Regions from separate parts of the Arachis hypogaea genome. Here region 1 is linked to region 2. The links are chromatin contacts, called in public Hi-C maps. All regions are on one chromosome and are shown on one strand. Each heading gives the region's core, a stretch centred on a gene start, on an enhancer-like site or on the middle of the called end of the contact. The rest is flanking DNA. Distances are from core to core; before and after follow the strand shown.

The links. Hi-C and Micro-C count contacts between places; a contact is called where the count stands out from the background.
Region 1: a contact with region 2 is called in a Hi-C map of leaf, with 1.9 times the contacts expected there. The contact joins the promoter of LOC112790520 here to the promoter of LOC112790519 in region 2. A contact is called at or near these places in 2 of 8 Hi-C or Micro-C datasets (both in leaf).

What each region holds. Positions count from the first base shown.
Region 1 is chr3:48,695,541-48,699,333 of arahy.Tifrunner.gnm2.J5K5, forward strand. It overlaps LOC112790520 (serine/threonine-protein kinase RIPK), which reads left to right and starts at 2,064. Exons shown (of 5, transcript XM_025832959.3): 1 at 2,064-2,861; 2 at 3,147-3,282; 3 at 3,367-3,503; 4 at 3,607-3,730. The coding sequence starts at 2,478.
Region 2 is chr3:48,238,912-48,242,471 of arahy.Tifrunner.gnm2.J5K5, forward strand. LOC112790519 (pro-cathepsin H) reads right to left here and starts at 1,918. Exons shown (of 7, transcript XM_025832958.2): 1 at 1,251-1,918. The coding sequence starts at 1,581.

The DNA.
Region 1 (3,793 bases), core at 814-3,313, 460 kb after region 2:
ACTGTTGTATAATACCAAATGAACCGAAAATTGTCCATTATATAAATTTAAATTTAGAAACACCTACGTCTAGAATGAACCGAAAATATGATCAAAACGACACCAATGTAGAATACCAAATAAACAGAAAATTGTGTTCATAAACAACTGGATTTAGCGATTGAATTCTTTTCTATTCAATTCAAAATTGAATAATCCAAACCTCGTCCATTTGATTCGATTCAGAAGAATAATTCAAATCATTCTCATTCAACTGATTTGAAGTTGAATCATTCATTATTTTGATACGCTATTGAAATTTAAAAACGAAGAAGAAATCTGAAATTTGAAAACGAAGAAGAAAATGAAGAATATAAATGCAATACAGATTGAAGAAGAAAACGAAAAAGAAAATGAAGTTTTACGTTGAAGAAAACGAAGAAGAAAAATAGAGAAATTAGAGCAGAGAAGAACGACGAGAAACTCTACATTAAGAAAGAAGAAGCTCTACGTTGAGAAAGAGAATCTCTGCAGCATTGAGGAAGAAGTTTTACGTTAAAAGATAGGAGACGCATTATCCAAAAAGAATTTAGTTGACTTGGTTAAAAAAATTACATGAATACAAAATATTATTGAATAAAAATATATACTTGTGACAAAGTTTTTTTCCTCTCTATTATAGTATTATAATAAATGATAGAAAATCTATAAGTAAAATTTTAGCTTGATTTATGTTGGTCGAATTTAAGTCTTATTTGATTTTTGATTTAATTTAAATTTAACTTTCGATATTGATAAAAAATTAATAAAAAATAAATTTAAACGGTTTAAATTTATTTTATTTACTATTTATTAATTTTAATAATAATTAATGAATACTAAATAAATTAAAATAAATTTAGACTAATTTTTTATTGTTCCTCAATCATTACTGTTTAATTTCATTGGGCGAGCATGCTTCCAGAAAAGGCATATACTTGGACTGGCTATTACTGTCATGCCTGGCTAACTTGAAAGCTAGGCCATAATTTGTTGTTTCGTCATTTTTTGTATTTATTTAAGACAACTGAACAAGTTGCATTAATTAATTTGTATTTGAGCTGCATCATCTTCTAGAAACCGCAAACCAACTCTATGCTGAAGTTGACCAACCAAGGATTTTATTTTCAATACGCTGAAGAACAAACACGCATAAGAAAAATAAACATGTAAATAAAATGCTATACACATATAATCTCCTTGATTCACGAAATTGGCCTTTTGAGTAGAGGACTAGGGAAATGGAATGGAACGTATGTGAAAAATGTTTCGGAATTCACATTTATTGTAGACCTAACTTTTTTAACATTTATCTATTTAGATTTGGTGTGATTTTACCCTGATCCCAGTTGAGAATTACGTTCAATCAAATAATAATGGTAAAAAACAAAAATGTCAAGTGAGTTTAATATATAGTAAAACATATATATACATAATAAGAAAAATAATTTTTTGTCAATAAATTATAACTCAAATGACATAGTCTTTTTATATTCATTTAGAGCGGAGATTTTATCTTTGATAAAAAAAACAATTTTTTATTCTTCTGGTTGTTTGTTCTCCTTTTTTTTCTCGATATATTTTTCGGGGCTACTAGAACTCCTCTTTAAACAGCATATGTTGGAAGAAGGTCAACGATAACCCACGAGTTAAGCGAAGGGGTAGGGAGTAAAAATAGGATTTTTAAATGATTATTATTTGCCGTATGAAAATATTTTGGTCCGAAGAAAGTGCAGCTTTGCAGGACTTTGTAGTTTATGTCACATCTATCCCTTTGGAAAATTAGAGGAAATATTCTTGAAGGTGCTTTTGAAATCGGAAAGGTTGCAAATTATTACATATATAATAAGATAAGAAGACGAGCCGAAAAAGTTCCTCCTTTTCCAAACTTATAACCATTAATGCATCAAAGTCAAGGAACGGAGGGTAGGCATGTCATTTTGCTTTGATAATTACATCGTAGACTTGGGGTTTCCCATTTAAATCAAATAATAATAATCAAAATCTTAATTAATTAAGTTGTTCAAATCTTTTGGTCTTTTCTTGCTTGCCAAACAACCACTGCATGCAAGTATCGAAAACTTCTCTCTTTCTATAAATATACACGCAGACACAATTAAAGAGTGCAAGTATTCCAAATTGCATATACCTACACAACTAATAAAAAAGAAATTAGAACCTAGATGGAGAAAAAATCAACCAACGAAAGAAGGTAGAAAAGCCTCTCCATTTTCTCTTGGTGCAGTTGAAGATTTTGAATATTAGAACTCTCTTTATTTTAATTTACATTCTCTCTTGAAAAGTCCAAAACCCCATTTTCCATTTCCACCTTACCACACACTATCTCTCTCGATCCTTCTTACCTAACACTCTCATATTCCCACCAAGTGCATCACCATATATATAAATATACACTAGTATCATATCATATCGATTCATTGATTGAAGAAAGAAGAAGAATGACATTCATGAAAGGAATATGGAAATCAATGTTGCCGGGATGTTACAAAGGAGAGTACCCATCAAGAAAGCCGAAGAGAGTGGTTTCGACGAAGCCAATATGTTCGCAGAGGATATCAGTGAGTGACTTGAGCTTCCCAAGCACAACATTCTCGGAGGATCTGTCGATGTCGCTGGCGGGAACAAACCTGCATGTCTTCACGCTGGCTGAGCTCAAGCTCATCACTCAGCATTTCTCGTCCAGTAACTTCCTTGGCGAAGGCGGGTTCGGACCGGTTCACAAGGGCTTCATTGATGATAAGCTTAGGCATGGCCTTAAGCCTCAGCCTGTTGCTGTTAAGCTCTTGGACTTGGATGGCTCCCAAGGCCATAAAGAGTGGTTGGTATGTATATATTAATATTCAATATTATATTAATTAAATAATATAATCAAGGGATCGGAAGTCGATTTTATACCTACCTTTGCAAATAAAATGTTATTGTATGCGGACAATACTGCCAAATTTTTTAATATAAAAGTGTAATTGATCCCATTATTATAAATATAATACCTTGGTGATTAATGATATAATAAGTGGTTAATTATGAATTTATGGTAATAATTAGTGTTTTTTGACTTGTGGGTTCTAAGTTCTAACCTTGCTTGTTTTGGTTTTAATTTGCAACAGACTGAAGTGGTTTTCCTGGGTCAACTAAGGCATCCACACCTTGTGAAGCTGATTGGATATTGCTGTGAAGAAGATCATAGGCTTTTGGTATATGAATACTTACCAAGAGGCAGCTTAGAAAATCAACTATTTAGAAGTAAGATATTAGCTAAATAATTAATTTTCTTTCAATAATAATCTTCATATTGGATTAATTAATTTACTTGTTTTTTTTTTCCAGGATTCTCAGCATCATTGCCCTGGTCAACAAGAATGAAAATTGCTGTTGGAGCTGCAAAGGGTTTAACCTTTCTCCATGAGGCAGAGAAGCAAGTCATCTATAGAGATTTCAAAGCTTCAAACATATTGTTAGACTCTGTAAGCATCAATAATATATAAATAATTTCTCTCTCTCTCTCTCTCTCTCGCCATTAGAATAATTATTTATTGAACTCATTCAATATATGAATTATGGTTTTAGGATTACAATGCAAAACTATCTGATTTTGGGTTAGCAAAGGATGGTCCTGAAGGAGATGACACCCACGTTTCAACTCGTGTTATGGGAACCCAAGGCTATGCTGCCCCGGAATATGTCATGACAGGTATATTTTATTTCTTATTCAATTCTAACTTTTTTTTATTTGCTGTGCTACAATTCTAAATAT
Region 2 (3,560 bases), core at 668-3,167:
GGCACGTCCACGACATCCTCAAGACCAAGTTCCACAGCTACTCCAAGGGCATGCCTTTCTCCACTCTCCGACAAGCAATATAAATTGTTGGACATTAGGACATCATGAGAATATTCTCCTTCGACATCATATGCAAATTCTCATTTAAAATAGATACTGAGTGCTTCATTCCTTCTTTTCCAGAGTCCAAGTTGGCAGACAGTTTCGACCTCGCATCCAAGCTATCAGTACAACGAGTAATGTCGTTGTTGCCGCTCACATGGAAACTGAAGCGATTACTGAACATTGGTTTGGAGAAGAAGCTGAAGGAAATGATCGGAGTGGTGGACAATGTGGTCATGGAGATGATAGGGCAGAAAAAGAGGGAGATGACAACGACGACGGGTCTTAACAAATCAGACTTGCTGTCTAGATTCATGAGATTCGTCGAAGACGATAACTAGTTGAAAGACATAGGCATCAATTTTCCGAGTATGAATTGGTAGAGAACAAGTTGAGGAATTTTTTTCTTGTGAACATTAAATTTATAGAGTGTGCATGGTGTAGTTTGAAGTTACAGAGTTAGACTGCTAGTGTTATACGAGATATGATGAAAATTAGGAAAGAATAGTGTCATTTCTGAATAGAGGAGATATGTTAGGGATTATTTTGTCCTCCGTTAGAGTTAACAGAGTAAAGGACCTAAGTGACTGACTGAATTAATTGTTAGAGACCAATCGAGTAATTAATTTTAGTTGAGGACTAAATTGTCCAATCTAAAATTTTTTGAAGACCAAAATAGATATATACTTTTATATAAATATTGCTCTTATAAAATTTTACTACCAGAAATAAAATCTCTCACAGAGACACATATTTATAAAGTTTAACTTTAATGCACTTTCAGGTTAAGCAATTTTAGTCGTGCATTTACTTAGGTAAAGTCACCTAGCAAAAGTAAAATACTTTTTCACACTGATTGTATGAATGAGAACAGTTGTGACTGTGTAAAAATTTTAGATTATTTTACTCGCATCAAATTGGATTTATTTTGAGCTATTTATATATATAACTGATTTATTTTGAGCTTATTTTTCTTAAAAGCTTACCATAATAAGATGCAACAACTAAGTTACATCGTAGCTCTTGACTCAAATAACAAGAGAATGGTATGGTAGGACTCTCCCATAAGGGAAAACACACAACTAACCACAATCCAACGGCAGAAACTAACACATCAACAAAAAAAGAAGAAGCAGAGAGTAACTTACGGTTAACGGCGAGAGTGTACGACAATCGCTTTCTGTTAGTAGATCTTATGAGCCTCTTGTTCTCAGAGAACACTTCAAATCGCATCTTCAGCTCTTCGGGACTCTCATATCGTTTTCCATGTCTGACGGCGAACCGAGCGAAAGAGAGAGCGTGCCGGGTTCGCCCGACGACCCTAACCACCTCCGCCTCCACTTCTCGGAGCTCGTCTGGCACCATTCGGATTGGGTTCGGATCATCGGAGATCCACCCGGCCGATGCGGCGGCGACGACAAAGAACAATACCGCGATGGTGAACCACCACGCCGCCGGCGTTGACGATGAGCACGCCATAATGTTGTGTGTGCTGTGAAGGTGTGTTAGTGTTGTGTGATGTAATCCCGAAGAAGTTGGGGTAGGAAGGAATAGGATATTCGAATGGGATTCATTTTTATAATTTTATTGGCTGTTGCAGAGTATTTAAATTGACCAAAATACCCTTCGTCTTGGAAAGATCACTGGGTCTTATTCAAGGCCATAATCCATAATTTTTATGCATACTTCCAGAATGCCTGTTACATTCATTTAAGGGTATTATTCCATTGATAAAAATTATGATAAATATCTTAATAGTTCAGGTTAAAATGCATACAATAATTAATAAGTATCGTGTTATAGTGAAGAATGTTTTTTCTAATGAAAAGTGAGATTTTTTTTTATAATAGAAAAAATTAAGAATTAAAAATATTATGTGTAATATGAATTTTTTTTTAAAAAAAATAGTTATAATCTTTATTATTCATTCAACTTTATTTTTACTAAAAAAGAATTTTGATTAATAAATAAATACTTAGTTGAATTCATAGTTAACTCCTCCTTTTATTATGTTTAATAAATGACAAGATCAATCCTTTTAGCTTAATCATATTACATAAACACTAAAAGATAGTCACTAATTAATTATTTTGTATAAAAATATGTATTGGATAACTTATTTAAAAAATTTATTATACTATTACAAATAAATTTGATTATCTATCTATTATAAATTTTATTATTCAATATATTATAGTAGATTTAATTATTCTAATGCCTAATTATTTAGTAAAAATAACATATAAGTCAACATGAATAGTACTAGTATATTAACCACATATCACATATCCATCAGAAGTTTTTATGTATGAACAAATAAGATTTTTTTTTTCCGTTTCTGATGGTGAGGTTTTTAACTCTCTGCAAGGTTGCTAACGTGTTCCATGACGTAGTGATATGGAATTCTTGATATTTCTTGGCTATCACAGCATTGCGGGACCTGAGTTTTGTTTTGGTAATGAATATTCTATATGTGTTTTTGTTGTACAAGCAACAAACTTGAACAATCTTGTTTTATGTCTAGGAGTTTGATTTTCGTTCTAAGGAAAAACTAAAATTTCAAGTAAAGTGGATGAGGCCGTGTGGAAGTTTCAAAATATCTTTTTTGAGCTTTTGACTTATGAAAAGTAGTAGTATTAATGTTTGGTATAATTTTAAAAATTAAATTGCAACTTTTTAAAAAGCTATTTAAAAACTTATAGAGAATTTGAAAAAAATGACTTCTCTCATAATGTTATTATTTTTTACCATATTTCTATCAAATAAGTACTTTTAGAACTAAAAACTCAAACACAAAATAACTCATTTATAAGCTACTTTTAATATAATCATTTATTATTTAAATATTTTTTCAAAAGTAACTTAATTAAGTTATTTATTCAAATTGGGCCTAAATATCTAAACGACTTTTGAAATTTTCATTGTGCTTTAAAATAATTTTGAGTATATACCCAACCAAAGAATTTTAAATCAGACATTTTAGTCCCTAACTAAAATTAATTACTCGATTGGTTACTAACAATTAATTCTGTCAGCCACTTAGGTCTTTAGTTCCGTTAACTCTAACGGAAGACAAAATGATCCCTGACAACTCTAATAAGGGTCAAAATGATCCCTGATCCTTTTATTCGAAAACGACATTGTTCTTCTCCAATTTTTATCATATCTCGCATAACCCTAACATCCATACTCTCCTTCTTCACCTTCACAGTCTTCTTTTCCATCTTTTCCTTCCTCCTCTTTAGCTCCAAGATTAAGCCATGGTGTAATTGTCACACGTGTCGCACCTACCTCAACATGTCATGGACCATACACTTCTTAAATCTTTGTGACTGGTGCATCCACCTCCTCTGCACTTCACCCACCAAAAGCATCCACTTCCACGTCTTTGATAACATCACCTCCAACCTCGACAACGTCCACGACATCCTCAAGACCAAGTTCCATAACTACTCCAA